2 separate regions of the Zea mays genome follow, and region 2 is linked to region 1. The links are chromatin contacts, called in public Hi-C maps. All regions are on one chromosome and are shown on one strand. Each heading gives the region's core, a stretch centred on a gene start, on an enhancer-like site or on the middle of the called end of the contact. The rest is flanking DNA. Distances are from core to core; before and after follow the strand shown. Region 1 holds the start of LOC100273084 (lysine ketoglutarate reductase trans-splicing 1). Region 2 holds the start of LOC100283502 (nodulin-like protein).

Region 1 (6,916 bases), core at 914-3,413:
CAAACAGAAGACAACAGGAAAGATGGCATATTTTAAGTTCTTTAATTTTTCATTGTATAGCTTAACCAAGTCTCTAACAGTTGTAAACCTATATACTCTAACATATCTAGGGTTGTGAGCACGCTGAATGTAATCATCCCAAGCATCTGTGTCAGCTATCCCTAAAGGAAGATCAAGTCTAGTAATCAAACTACGAAGAAGCTCAGTTCTAGCAACCTGAGGATCATATTCCCATTTTCTAAAAGACCCATCAGGGTTCAAAGCTAGTCTAGTTTGAACCATAGCAGCATGATCAACCTTCTTTTTACATGATTTCTGGTGCCTAAGCAAGTGTCAAGTGCCAACATTAGAATTAGCACTCAACTGAGCCTTGCAAAATTTGCAAATATCAGCAATGCGCACCTTCTTACCATTACAATTTTCTGTGACTTTAGTGAAGTCATCCCAAACAGCAAATCGACGCTTACCAGTGCTTGAAGAAGTCAAAGAATCAAATACATTAGAGCCAGCAGCATCACTAACTGGCTTGGCAGGTGTCCCCTCTAGGTCGATGGCAGTATGACTGCTACTAACACCGAATAAAGGCAACAATAGCATCTCCCATGTCGTCGACGTCATCGGGAAGTTGTCCTAACTCAACAAGCTCGTCATTGATAGTTCTACGGTACCGGTCGTCGTCGTCATCCATGCGCCCTTCTTGGTACCGTACCTCAACGGCCTTGTCGGCACCAGCACGACCACGATGTAGTCAGCCCGCAACCTACCAAAGCCCACAACCAAGCAGCGAAGAGGAGATTAGGGTTAGGGTTAGGGATTACCGATTGGGGAGGGAGAGTCAGAGAGGAATGTACCTACCAAGCCGGAGCCCGGAGTCAGAGACGAGGGTCTAGGGCACGACGACACGCGACGAGCCGACAACCAACGACGACAAGATTAGGGTTAGGGATTTCTAGATTGGGGAGGGACCAAGGGAAAGCCGGAGTGGGGCGAGCCGCACGGAAGGAGAGTAGGAGACCCACCGATGTCGCCGGTGACGGAGATCTGGTAGTGGTGACGGCGAGGCGGTGACCGTGCGGCGGGCGGACCGCAGACGACGGGACAAGCAATTCGAGTGGGGAGAGGAGATGTTGTGTGGGAGTGGGACACTTGGATGAGATGAGGAGGGAGGGCGGATGTCGTGTGGGCGGTCGGGCCTTACCCCTCGCACCCCGACACCGGGCCGGCCCCGTGCGTGCCGTTTTCTGGCGGGCCGACCGTGCTGCCTGGTGGGCACTGCCGGTAGCCTAGGCACGACCTGATTTATTGGCCAGGGTACAAACCCAGCCGGGTCGTGCCATGTTTGGGCTGGGCCAAAAAAATAGACCTCGTGCCGGACAACCGGGCCTCGGGCTGCATGCTCATCTATACTAGAATCTAATATATTGACATCCAAACAATAGAATTGGGATTACATCTCATTTCAATATCATGTCTAATTTGATACCAAAATCAATTCGTACCTTCCAATATTAACGTCTAAACGGAGCATTATGTTTTTTCAAGCATCGGTCAGAAGAAAACAAAAGGGTGCATAAATAGTCATGTTGACGCCGAATCGATTTGCTGCCAAGATAAACTTATACTTTTTGATCTCAACTTAGCCTAATTTTGGTTTTTGAGAAGGAACTGTCAACGAGAAAGGAGCTAAATAAACTGAAAAAACGTTTGGAACGTTGGCAACAAACAACACAAACACATGGACATCCCAAAGTCCAGGGATGGACGACCGACCGAGCTGTCTAGGCCCATGTAGTACCAATAGGTAGGTCAGGAAGAATACGCGTGGTCCAGGATCCGACGGCGGGAGGACGGCCCCGTCGAGGGCGCAAGTTGCTGCGGTTGGTTCGTTGGGTGGCGTCCCTCTCCTTTCTCCCTGTCGTCTCCAACTTTCCCTTGGTTTGGCTTCCTGCCTTCCTGGCCTGGCCTAGCTCCTCTCCTCTCCTCCGGCTTGATTGATCGATCGATCGATCGATCCAGCCAGCCATCCACCCATCCCTTCCAAGTTTCCAACTGACATTGCCGCGCCGCGCAGGCGCAGCGCACGACTTCCGCCCTCCCCCACCCTCCGCCTCACGCATATAAACGCGCGCGCCTGCCTCCCCTGCCCCCGCCTGCCTGCCCACGCGCTCCGCTCCTCGCCCCCTCCTCTTCCCACGCCGCCGCCGTACCCACGGGCAGGGGGCACGGCTGGTGGCTCATCGCTCGGCCCGCTCCCCCTCCGTCGCAACCGGAACATACCAGCACCGGCGCTGCGGTATTATTCAGCTCCGTCCGCCGGCCGGCGCGGACGGACGCCAGGTTCGCTTTCCTGCCAAAACCCGCGCCTCTTTCCTTCCGCCCTCGGTTTCGATTTCGTCCGATTCGCCGTACTAGATACCCCACTTGTACTACAATAATGCTGCCGCCGGCCGAGAAGTCCAAACAAGATCTCTTCTTTCCGAGTATTACTTTATTTCTTTTTTTACTCCTCGTACGAGAAAGTAACAACAACAAAAAACTTGTTAGTAATTCCGTATACTTGGCCTGCACAAGTTCGTCCTACACGCACAGAATCTTGTGGTGCTGCACTGTTTGTGCGCCCCACTTCTTAGCAGCAAAGCGAGTAGAAACCGCATACTTGGGGGCATTGCTCATACTTTTGGACGCAGCCCAACCATTGTGGTTGCTTGTTAGTAGCTTTGTAATGCTATGCAAATTCAAAAGGAGATGAAAACCATATTTCGATTGGAGGCCTTCTGACGATGGATTGTCAATGTCTGTGTTTTCTCCAGGCTTCCTTCCTGTCTGCATAACAAAGCCGCCGCCATTATGATCTCCACATATGATGCTTAGCATTTGTCGCTCGCAGCTGTATTGCTCCTCTAGCTGCATCCTTGTACTAGAGCATGGCGAAGCTCGCATCTATTGCTCGCAGGTTTGTAAACCTACATGCTTGTCTCCACTCGAGCTGTTGGCTTCTGGACGGCTAGCGTTGCATGCTAATATCTTCTGCTCTTGTTGACGTTCATAGTATGCTTAGATTCCCAAACGGAAGCATGAGGCTTGTTATGGTAACGGTTATTGGAGCAGTCCTTGGCTTTTTCATTGGGATTTCATTCCCTTCGGTCAGCATAACAAAGGTATTAATGATAGTAACCTCCACGTAACAGCAATACCTCAACTAATTGAGCAGTTACTTATGTCTGTTTCGAATACGCCAGCTTCACTTTCCAGATAGCTTTATTTCGTACATTGAAGACAAAGACGCTGGACTCACGACCCAAGCTATACTCAATCATGCTTGGACTTCTGCCAGAAACGCAAGGGGAAATGGTACCGAACCGACTTCAAACAGTACCTTAAAGGTTAGTTAGTTGTATTACTCTGTCACATGACTTGACTTAGTTGTGGAGTACTATGGCTATTTGAACGGTATCCATTTAACGTGATATTCTCCTTGAATATCAGATGCTTATAAATAGCGAATAGAGTGTTTGCTATTTCCTGATATATTTTAGTTTGTCTGATGAGTTTTTTCTTTGATGATCTGTAGATTTATGTCCCAACGAACCCCAAGGGTGCAGAGGGGCTAGCACCAGGTATCGTTGTATCAGAGTCTGACTTCCATTTGCGCAGGTTATGGGGAGACCCAAGTGAGGTATATTTTCTCATGCACCATCACCTCACCAATCTTCTCCGAGTGCGTTTGATATATTTATAGCTGGACATGTTGAGAACTACAGTGGAAACCTAATTTTAGATTTTTTATAGTTCTCTTGACACATGCTTTAAGCATATGCTCCTTCTCACGTTTGTTCTTTCTTTGTCTTCTTCACATTTCTGGATTTTGTGTCTTGTGCTTCTTTTGACATGTGCTACAAGCATATACTGATCTGAAGCTCTCTATTTCTTGATTGGATTCACAGATAATCGAAACTGGAAAATCAAAGTTTTGCACTGTTTCTGCATTTTGTTGCTTGCAATGTTCTATGCTGATATTTGATCTTGAATATACAGGACCTGCCTTTCAAACCAAAGTACCTTGTTACCTTTACTGTTGGAGTTGAGCAGAAAGCAAATATAAACAGAGCTGTGAAGAAGGTACTTTTGACAACAGCGTCAACGAGCTCAAAAATGAAAATAATGCCTTCCCCCAGTTTTCATGATAATGAAAATTTTCAGATCCATTTATGGCATTTTGTTTAACTCAGCTTCCTGATTGTTTTGTTGTTGGTGCTGCAGTTTTCTGACAATTTTGCTATTCTGTTATTCCACTATGATGGCCGGGTGAGTGAGTGGGATGAATTTGAGTGGTCCCAGCGAGCTATCCATATTAGTGTCAGGAAACAAACTAAATGGTGAGTTTCATTTGTGCTCTAGTGTACTGTTCGCAGTTCAATTGCTTAATTTGAAATGATCTAGTGCTAATTTTTTTGTTTGTGCACACAACTCTAGGTGGTATGCCAAGAGATTCCTGCATCCTGATATTGTGGCAGCTTATGAGTACATATTCATTTGGGATGAGGACCTTGGGGTTGAACATTTTAATGCAGAGGAGTATGCTTTCATTCTCCCCACTTCCTTTCAGTACTACTCAACATTGAATCTCTTACGTATTATGATGATGTTGGGGTTACAGGTACATCAAACTTGTTAAGAAGCATAACTTGGACATCTCTCAACCTGGATTAGAGCCTGATCGGGGGTTAACATGGCAGATGACCAAAAGAAGAGGTGACAGTGAGGTTCACAAGTGAGTGTAATTCTTGTCTGAAAAAGAGTACTTTTATTTTTCCACTGAGCTCTATTATAATTTTGCATCATTTTTGTTACAGGGACACAGAGGAGAGGCCTGGCTGGTGCTCTGACCCTCATCTTCCACCGTGTGCTGCGTATGTGTTTTTTTTTCCTCCTCCCAGAACACTTACCAGTTCCCATAATACTACCATCAGTCTCCCATACATACAGAGGCAACTTATGTATGCTCTATTACAGTTTTGTTGAAATAATGGCTCCAGTCTTCTCAAGAGATGCATGGAGATGTGTGTGGCATATGATTCAGGTTCGTCTGTCTGTCATACTTCTCCTTGTGTCTGTCTATCTTCGGTCCTTTACATAATTGTTCGGCATTGCTTTGGACGCAGAACGACTTGGTTCATGGTTGGGGCTTGGATTTTGCGCTCAGGAAATGTGTGGAGGTATGCATTGTTTTGAGAGAGTCTTATACCATTCTAGCGAACTGTTGTTTCTGAATGCTTTTGACGTTGCTCGCCAGCCTGCTCATGAAAAGATTGGAGTTGTCGATTCGCAGTGGATCGTTCACCAAGTGGTTCCTTCTCTGGGGAACCAGGTAAGGAGAAACATTATGTTTTCTTCCTTGCTTTCTTTAATTTGACTATGTGAACTATGATTTTTTCTACCATTTTCCTACCATCACAATTCGAATACCAAAACCTTGCAGGGGCAGTCAGAAAACGGAAGGGCGCCATGGGAAGGGGTACGTTGATTGCCTGAAAACTTGACGTAGAGCGCTCTTGTTTTGACTTTTGAGGAAGGATGGTGCTTATGTTTCTGAGCAGATTGTCATCTTGTTGTCCATGGGAGCTTATGGCATCTTGTTAATCTGTGGTTTAGGTGAGGGCGCGGTGCAGGAAGGAATGGGGCATGTTCCAGACCAGGATGGCGGAGGCGGAGAAGGCGTATTACAAGATGATGGGCATCACCCCTCCAAACTCCACGCGTGTCTAGCCGCGCCTCTCTTCTTGGTTTTCCATCCCCGCCACCCTGACCTTTGTGGTGGCGGGTGAGCTGATGATACTATACTATAGCACTACTTGATTATAGGGAGTTAGAGATGGTGGGTGTAGCTGCTTTTGATGGAGAGGTCCTTCTGTAAGTAAATGCGAGGCGAAACTGTGATGAGAAAACATGTACACGAGGATGATTACCTGATGATGATGATGATGATCTATCTATTATAAAAAACATATATACCGTTACCGAGCATTGCGATTGTTCTGCAGCGCTTTTGTAGCTTGATCCGAAACCCACTTTGTTTGCTAATGCTGGGCGATCCATGTTGCCTCGTGATGTTCAGACCAGGTCGGTGCTGTAACCTTGACTGCTGCGCTGGAATGAATTTTGCTGCCATTAAATTTGCAGCGGACAGCATATTACTGAAAAATGAAGCGTTTGTATCATTGGCAGAGCTTTTTTTTCTTCAAAATTCCATTTGTTCGCGTGAATGCGGACCAAAATTTACTGAAAAATGAAGTGTTTGTATCATTGGCAGAGCTCCTTTTTTTTTCCTTCAAAATTTCATTGGTTCGCGTGTATGCGGACCAAAACTTGTCATGCCATGTCCGGAAACATTTAACCCGAGACATGACTAGAGATAGCAATGGAGCCCTGATTCCTAATTTCCCGCGAGGAATTTCTCCGTTAGGGGAACGGGGATGCAGAAGTTTCTTCCCGCACGAGGATATAAACAGGGGAAATTCTTTTCTCAACGGTAAACGGGGATAGGGTCCATTTCCTGCGGGAACCTGTTAAACATGCACGTGATGATGTTTTTTATACTAGTTAATGATAAAAATAAAAAATTATCTTGTCAAGAGACCAATTATTGTACAAATGTGTTCATATTGATGTACACATAATGATTTATTACTCTAACAATATGTATAAGTGAAAATGTTTTACATTAATAACAAAGAATGTATGTCTTAATTATAATTTAAATGGGGACGAAGATCCTCGTCGGGGATTTATCTTCGCGGGGAACGGAGATAGGAAAGAAATGTACCACGCAAGCGTTCATGGGATCCCCACAGAGAAATTTTTACGTCGCAGGGACCGCTATGGGGAGCTATTCTCCGAAGAGGAATTACTTGTTGCC
Region 2 (7,393 bases), core at 2,781-5,280, 560 kb before region 1:
TCCAAATCATTATTTCTTAAATATGTCTACCAAGCTTGGCACGATCACTCCTTTGTGCTTAAAACATAAGGACACATGCTACTAGTGCTTGGAGAGATTTTCCCTACCTAGAGTTAAGGATCCCCTTACCAAATCATACCCTCAAACAAGCATCACATCACAATTTTTGCTTTCAAAATTTAGCCTAGTGAATGCATTCTAGGTATATCATACATAATGTAATGTTAGTGCATATGACGCCATGCCAAAATTTTAGTTCTCGTAACACCAGAGGTGTTACAGTTTAGGATATAAAAATAACCCCCTATAAATAGAGGGGAGTGTTGTTGTTACAGTCATCTCTTGGTTGACATTTTGTTGAGTCTTCATATTTATTTAGTGCTTCTAGTTTTCTCTCTAGGTAGACACCAGTTGAGCCGAGGGATCCGCAACGATTTTGTAATCGTCGACTGTGTTTTTGATGTGGAAGTTTAATCAGAGAAAGGGTCGCTAGTACAGCCCACAATGTTTGATCACTTGTCCATCTCAGTTTTGCATCCTTGCTGAAATTTAGAGTTGTTTTGGTATCTTGTTCTTCTTTTGACCTATCTTGTGTTTTTGTGGAAAACCCTTAATCTCTTGAGAGGATTTGGTTTGGGGATTTGTTGGTAGATGAGATATACTCCTAGGATCACTACTTACGCCATGTTGGTAAAGTTTGTGGTTGTGATCTTAGCTAATCTCGTTTTGAATTCGTTCTAGAAAACCCAACAAAAACCCCAATTATGTTCGTATTTTCAGATCTACGGGTGATTCACAATTCCGATTGAGCTTAAAATTTATGAAGATCTTGGAAACATATTTGTCCAAGTGTGTGTAAGATTTCATCTCAATCGGAGTTCGTTTGGTTCGGTTTTGCATCCGAGAACAGAACTTCGTGCTGTTGAAATCAGCACTTATTCGTGACACGGTTTTAGACCGATTAGGAGTTTTCGGTGTCCGATTTGCAATCTGTTTGTTTTGCTGGTCTCGTGTAAGTCTTAGAAACAATTTATAATCATGAGATTACTGGTTCGCTAATGTGTTTTTGGTTTGAGTGCTTACTTCATCTTAATTGAAATAAAGTGTTCATTTTCAGCGTTTGACAACAAAATTTGATTGGCTCCCATTCTGATCCTGTGGTCGCCTCACCGGTCTTTAACTGTTGTTCTTATCTATTTGAATAACTGATCTGTTGTCATCTTATGTGTACAACTCTTGGAACTCGCTGCCGGTTGATGTAATTGAGCTTTCGATGTGAAATTAAACGGTTGGCATTCACATTGTTTCGTTTTATAGTTGGGGCATAGATTTTGAATAGTTCTCTGCATGCCGTTGTCGTTTCACTTAATCCTTTTTTTACCACTGTCAATTACTTAGATCAGGTGGTTCTGATAACAAATACAGGAATTTGTTGGCGAATAACTAGCGGTAGTTTGGTTCCTTACCTGACTGTCCCATGTTCCGATATTGTTGGCACTGGAGTTGAGCGATACGAGTCTGGATCATTTTGGGTAGAGTGGCCGCTGAGCGATATGACTATGAGTCATGAGCTTCGAGATTGATTTCAACGTGTGCCCTGCTAGCCTGATGCACTCTCCTAACTTATTATGTACTCCTAACTCATTTTTGATAATTCCCTATACCAAACACGTTTTCTTTTAGTATGGTATTATCAACCTAATTATGATATACAATACGCAGCAAAATAGTTTCTATGGCACAATACAACAAATTTCTTTTATAACCATGTGGTTATTATCAATTAAATCCGTGTATTACAAGTCCAACTAACTAACAACTTACAAACTTAAATAATGTATCACATATTATTGTTTTGTGATTGTGCTGTTGAGTCGGTGTATTTATAATAATATTAAATGTTTATATCAACCTTAATATAATATTAATGTTATAGTGATTTTTTACCACGTAGATTTGTTTTATATTAATTTTTGACTATTGTGATAATGTACCGGCACATACAAGCGACGCGGCATCGATACGTCCCAGATGGGCTATGTGCTCGGCCAGTGGGCTAGCTAGCTGCTACAATTTTGGCCCAATTAGAAAAGCAATATGCATGTCCAGAAGAGAGGAGAGGACGATCGTCATCGGGCGAACAAGAGACCATCCATGTGCATCGGAGTTGGATACGCCCAGACCCACCACATAGACATTAAGACATAGGCACGTACGTAGAACCTACTCACACACATACACGCGTAGACCATTCCTCATCATCCGGACTGATGGCGCAGTGGCGATGATGGCTCCATTGCGAACTGCTCCTTGAGCTGCTTCTGGTTGTCTCCGCCTGCTGCGCTCGGCTGCTGCTGCTGCTTCTCTTCGTCGTCTTGATGCTCCTGGTGGAGGTGGTCCTTGCTCTTGCCCCAGAGGACGCTGTAGAGCCCTCCGACGAGGAGGCCGCTGCCGAGGAGGCTGCCCAGGCGCACGATCTCGCCGAGGAAGAAGGAGGAGCAGAAGATGGTGAGCAGCAGGCCCAGCGGGTTGGACATGGCCAGGAACACGGGCCCGCGCTTCTCGATGCACCACGCCTGCAGGTAGAACGACACGCCCGTCACCACCAGACCCTGCATACCACACATATATGCACGCACGCATATATTGTTAGTACATTAATTCATCGTCGTACGTTGCTTTCGATTCATCTGTCTAATACGACTGCTGCTGCTAGTGCTTAGCTAGCTACTCACGGAGTAGGCGACGGCGAGGAGGCCGACGTCGAGCTGCAGCTTCCAGGCGGCGGGGTCCCGCTCGACGGCGACGGCGAGGAGGAAGGACTGGGCGGTGCTGAGCGCGCACTGCACCAGCGTGGACAGCAGCTTGTTGGGGTACTCCTTGAGCAGCGACGCCTGCAGCACGATCCAGAGGGACCACGTCGTGTTGGACAGCAGCATCAGGAACGTGCCCTTGATCCACGTCCCCTTGCCGCCGCCGCCGCCATCGGCATGGGGATGGGGGTGCTGCTGGTGCGCCGCGAAGGCGCGGTGGTGGTTCACCGGGCTCATCGACGGCCCAGTGTACAGCGCGATGGTCAGGACCCCGGCCAGGCACAGCGCCACGCCCGCCGCCTTCGCCATGCCTGACGGGCTTCTCAGCCGAACCACTTCCAGCCTGCATGCATAATATATATGTGAATGAACATAATAGTGACATAGGTGTGCTAGCTAATGATGAGTTCCTTTTTCTGCTTTATGTATATACCTTAACAGGACTGCCAGGAAGAAGGTGACCACAGGGACAGAGTTGCTCGTTGCCGATGCCACTGTTGCAGAGGTGTACTTGAGGCTTATGTTGTACAGATTCATGCTCAATGTGTTGCTACAAAAAGTTCAAAAGGAGACACCACATACATACATGTCATATATGTATACAATATGGTGTTAACCATCAGTAGTTGTATTCAGTAACAGGAAGCTGCTGATACCACTGATTGGATGGATGTAATGTCAGTTACATACCCAAGCAATGCATAGAAGAACAGCTTCAAAAACAGCCTGAATGACATGGGTGGTGCATTCTTCCTGCGATCGAATCAATCACAGATATATCGATATCAGCAATTTCACCAAGCTATTATATATTCATCACATGGGGAAAAAAGCAATTTGCAGTTTTAATTATGCAGAGTAGACTGCTGCTGCTTATCCTTAGTCAAGTTGAGTCGGCTGTTGAGCTGTTATACCTTTCAAGCACAATGGCTATGGGGAGCAACAGCGCAGTGGCGGCCGCCTGGCGGTAGAAGATGAACACGTAGGTGCTCATGCCATGGTCGAATGCCGCCTTGGAGACGACGTACATGCCGGTGTAGATGAGCTGTATGACGACGGCAACCCCGTAGGCTTTCTTGCTGGTGGTGTCCATGGCCAGCAGGCCTCAGCTCTCTCCTACACTTGTGCAGGGAACGAGTGCCCGAGATGGTTTTATGCCTGTCTAAGTGTCTATCTAGCTAGCTAGCTGATGCAGCTACCTGCTGGCTACACTGAATAGCAAAGGAGAGGAGGGGGGCAGCCTTATATAAAGATGAAGATGCTGCATGATCTCCTCCTCTGGTTGGATGTTCCAAAGTTAGCTAGACTAGTGTGTGTGTGTATGTGTGTGTAGCTTTTTTTTTCATGTTGGCCTCCTCTGAATCACAATTTTTTCTGGTGTGTTTGGGCAAGAGTCATCTTCCTAGCTCTCTCCATCCAAGCTCCTCGTGTCTTCGGAAAGAGTTGATGTGGTCGTTTGCCTTAGCACTTTGGGTATATCTGCTGCACTTAAGAAACATGTGAATAATCCGGTTATTAGCTAGCTCGTGGATTTGTTAGTGCAAAGAGGGATGAGTATGGTAATGCGCTTTGCTTGCCCATTATTGTTACACTTTCTTTACCTTTTTCGATAAGCCACTCTACTTTCTTCCTAGATCTACCATCTGTCTGTCTCTCTGACACGGATTTTTTTTGAAGTTTGCAGAAAAAAGACATGGGCCCAAAATTATTATTGTAAAGTTTACACACCGAGTTTAATTAACATAGCCAATACCATAAATGAAAGGCAAATTAAGAATCCCATCAACCTTGACTTTGATATAGTAAGTAATAGCTGGCGATGAACTAGCTAGATGGTCTTTGAGTGTTCCTCCTATAACCGAGCCCAAAAATCTCCTTAATTTATGTTAACACGAAGAAGTTGCACATGTCATATGCGTATTTGGTTTGTAATATTTTATAGTCCGCTATTTGATCCATATATATTTGTCTGCAACGGTTGGCTCGTTCCATTTTCCACTAGTCTTGTGCACTCTTTAGGTCTAGTTCGATTATTCCAATTTCATATGAATTGAGTGTATTGAAACAGATTGAACTGGATTTTGACTTGCTATGGATTTAAACCGACTCAATACCACACAATCCATATGAGTTAAGGGTGAAACGAATAAGCCTTTAGCTGTTTTTAGCTAATGCTAAATTTGTCCTCACAAGTGTAGTACCTATATGATATTATCCCTGATGATTGTTTGGGGCACTGCATGATATATAATACACAATCAATTAAAATATATAGAGAGCATATATATATTATAATACCACATACGACTTTTCATACATATCGGAGAAGACGTGTCTGATAGTTATTGTGATGTCGTACTTCTTTTTAGTCTTAAATCAAGAGATCAAGATCCTCGAGGTGCATCTTGTAAGAGCTGTATGGAAGTTATCGTACCTTTCTTTTGGATTTCTTTTGGAGTATCCAAAGATTTCAATATAATGACATGTCCACACTGAGGATAGATTAGAAATGTAGTCTAGTGCCCATGGTGCCCGAGTCGCAACATTTAAACAATACAAGTTCTAAATCTTAAAGTATAAAAGGGTGATTCAAGTAGCTATATATTAAGGTGTTTGGTTTGAGAAATAAGGTAGTCCATCGTCTTCTTACTTCTTTTTTTGTTTGGTTTGTGGAATAGAATGATTGATCCATCACCACCTTATTCCTCATAGTTAGTTAATTAGTACTAACATGAGAAATGTGACCATTCTACCAAATTTGGGATAAACTCATGATATACCACCTCATTTTGGACATACCTTGTTTCCTAAAGTACCTATAATGATACAATTGAGTGATACTCATAATTAACTTACATGGCAAAGTGACTTGAACAAGGTCGAGGTCCTTACGTGCAGCATCCTATGCATGTCATGGAAATCTACAAGGATTTGGCAATCATTGTCCATCTTGAATGAGTCCACCAAAACTTTTACAATGAAGGAGTGTAGGTCCGCTTTTGCCGCTTCCATGTACCATCGATGGAACCTCCTTACTTTGTGTGGCTCCTTTACGAGCTAGCTCAAGGGTAGCATGTACTTGCCATGCTCATAGTTTCATGAAAATCATCTGAAAGTGGTCATGCACCCGATGATTACATCCTATACATATATTATGTCTTTTCTATGTTGGTTAAGCCACACCCGCACTCATAATACCTAATAGATGGTTTTTTACACCCACACCCGTTGGGTACTCGCTGGGTGTTGGACACTCGTTGGGTGACAACAATTGTAAATAATTAAACAAAAGCACTACAAAAAGCAAGAGAAACACATATAATTCTTTAAAATCACACCACATATAATTATTTAGAAGCATATAATATATAATGCAATATCAATTGACCTGTTAAAGAAGTGAAGATGAGTAGATGACCTAGAGTTTTATTAGGTTGGATCAAAATTATAGGTAAATAAGGACTCAAAGTTAGTCTTCTAAAGTTCATTGGACACTCATCGGTGTAAATTCACACCTAGCCCTAACCCATCATTTTGCCAATCGATCGATCGGGTGTAGACCCATGGTTGAAATTTGACACCTAAACCTACACCCAATAGGTGTAAAACCCATGGGCACCGCCCACATCCATGGGTGTTACTGTCATCCCTATAGTTTTAACTAATAACACAGATTTTGAACCAACAAAAAAGCTATTCAATGGGCCAGCATAAGTCCAGGCCAGCTCTATATTATTTGTTAGTGCCCCACCACAGTGGTCATGTGAATGACGACATTAGTGCACCGTCTGCATACGATGCGCCACAATGAATCATATATTCATATTTATAATATAGAAGCGGCAAACGAATCATCCTACAAGGGCCCCCCTGCTTGCTGACGAGAAGATATTCTTTTTCTCTAGCTGATTCATGACATCCCTTTTCTTATGTGAGGAGGATGGTCCATGATATCTTGTTTCTGTGCCCCCACGTAGGAGATCTTTACATTTAATTTATTTATATATGTGCATGTGTAAATCATGACAAGACAATGCAATAATAAAGAGTTTCTCTAGGCCTTTGTTTGTTGGAGGAAGAAGCATCCTCTGCCTGTGACCTTTTGTTAGTATGAAAATGTACATTATTATATGCTTGAGAATTAGTTCCATGAGAAAAGCACGATCTATCTTAGGCAACAATATAATAATGTATATAGGCTAGCATCGTCAGGGGCTAGGCGACAGAGCGCACCAACATGAACTGATGCATTCTATCTTTTCAGATCATTGCTACTAGGCACGCATTCAGACATTTATATTCGATCCATCGCTTCGGCCGTCTATCAGTTCTTTCTTTTATCATCTCTCCGGCCATAGACATCTTTATTTGGTCCATGCATGCATATCTTCGCAAATGACATGACACATGACTCGTCAATTGGATTCCCTGTCTTTTTTTCATTTATTTCTTTGTTATGATGGTTTTAATTGACAGATATTGCATGTAAACACCCTGCTCACTAATGACATGACTTGTCAATTGGATTCCCTATTTTTTCTTTTTTTTTGTTATGATGGTTTTAATTGATAGGTTGCTAG

The links. A called contact is a pair of places that touch in the nucleus more often than the background predicts.
Region 2: a Hi-C map of ear shows a contact between it and region 1, with 4 times the contacts expected there. The contact joins the promoter of LOC100283502 here to the promoter of LOC100273084 in region 1. A contact is called at or near these places in 2 of 25 Hi-C or Micro-C datasets (ear and tassel).

The regions. Positions count from the first base shown.
Region 1 is chr6:47,746,210-47,753,125 of Zm-B73-REFERENCE-NAM-5.0, reverse strand. LOC100273084 (lysine ketoglutarate reductase trans-splicing 1) reads left to right here and starts at 2,163. Exons shown (of 15, transcript NM_001147533.1): 1 at 2,163-2,337; 2 at 2,811-2,953; 3 at 3,050-3,158; 4 at 3,240-3,383; 5 at 3,572-3,676; 6 at 4,036-4,119; 7 at 4,261-4,376; 8 at 4,474-4,575; 9 at 4,658-4,771; 10 at 4,854-4,910; 11 at 5,014-5,080; 12 at 5,163-5,216; 13 at 5,294-5,368; 14 at 5,480-5,515; 1 more. The coding sequence starts at 2,925. The coding sequence ends at 5,766.
Region 2 is chr6:48,305,563-48,312,955 of Zm-B73-REFERENCE-NAM-5.0, reverse strand. It overlaps LOC100283502 (nodulin-like protein), which reads right to left and starts at 4,030. Exons shown (of 5, transcript NM_001375357.1): 1 at 3,728-4,030; 2 at 3,504-3,566; 3 at 3,247-3,363; 4 at 2,736-3,156; 5 at 2,074-2,612. The coding sequence starts at 3,906. The coding sequence ends at 2,259.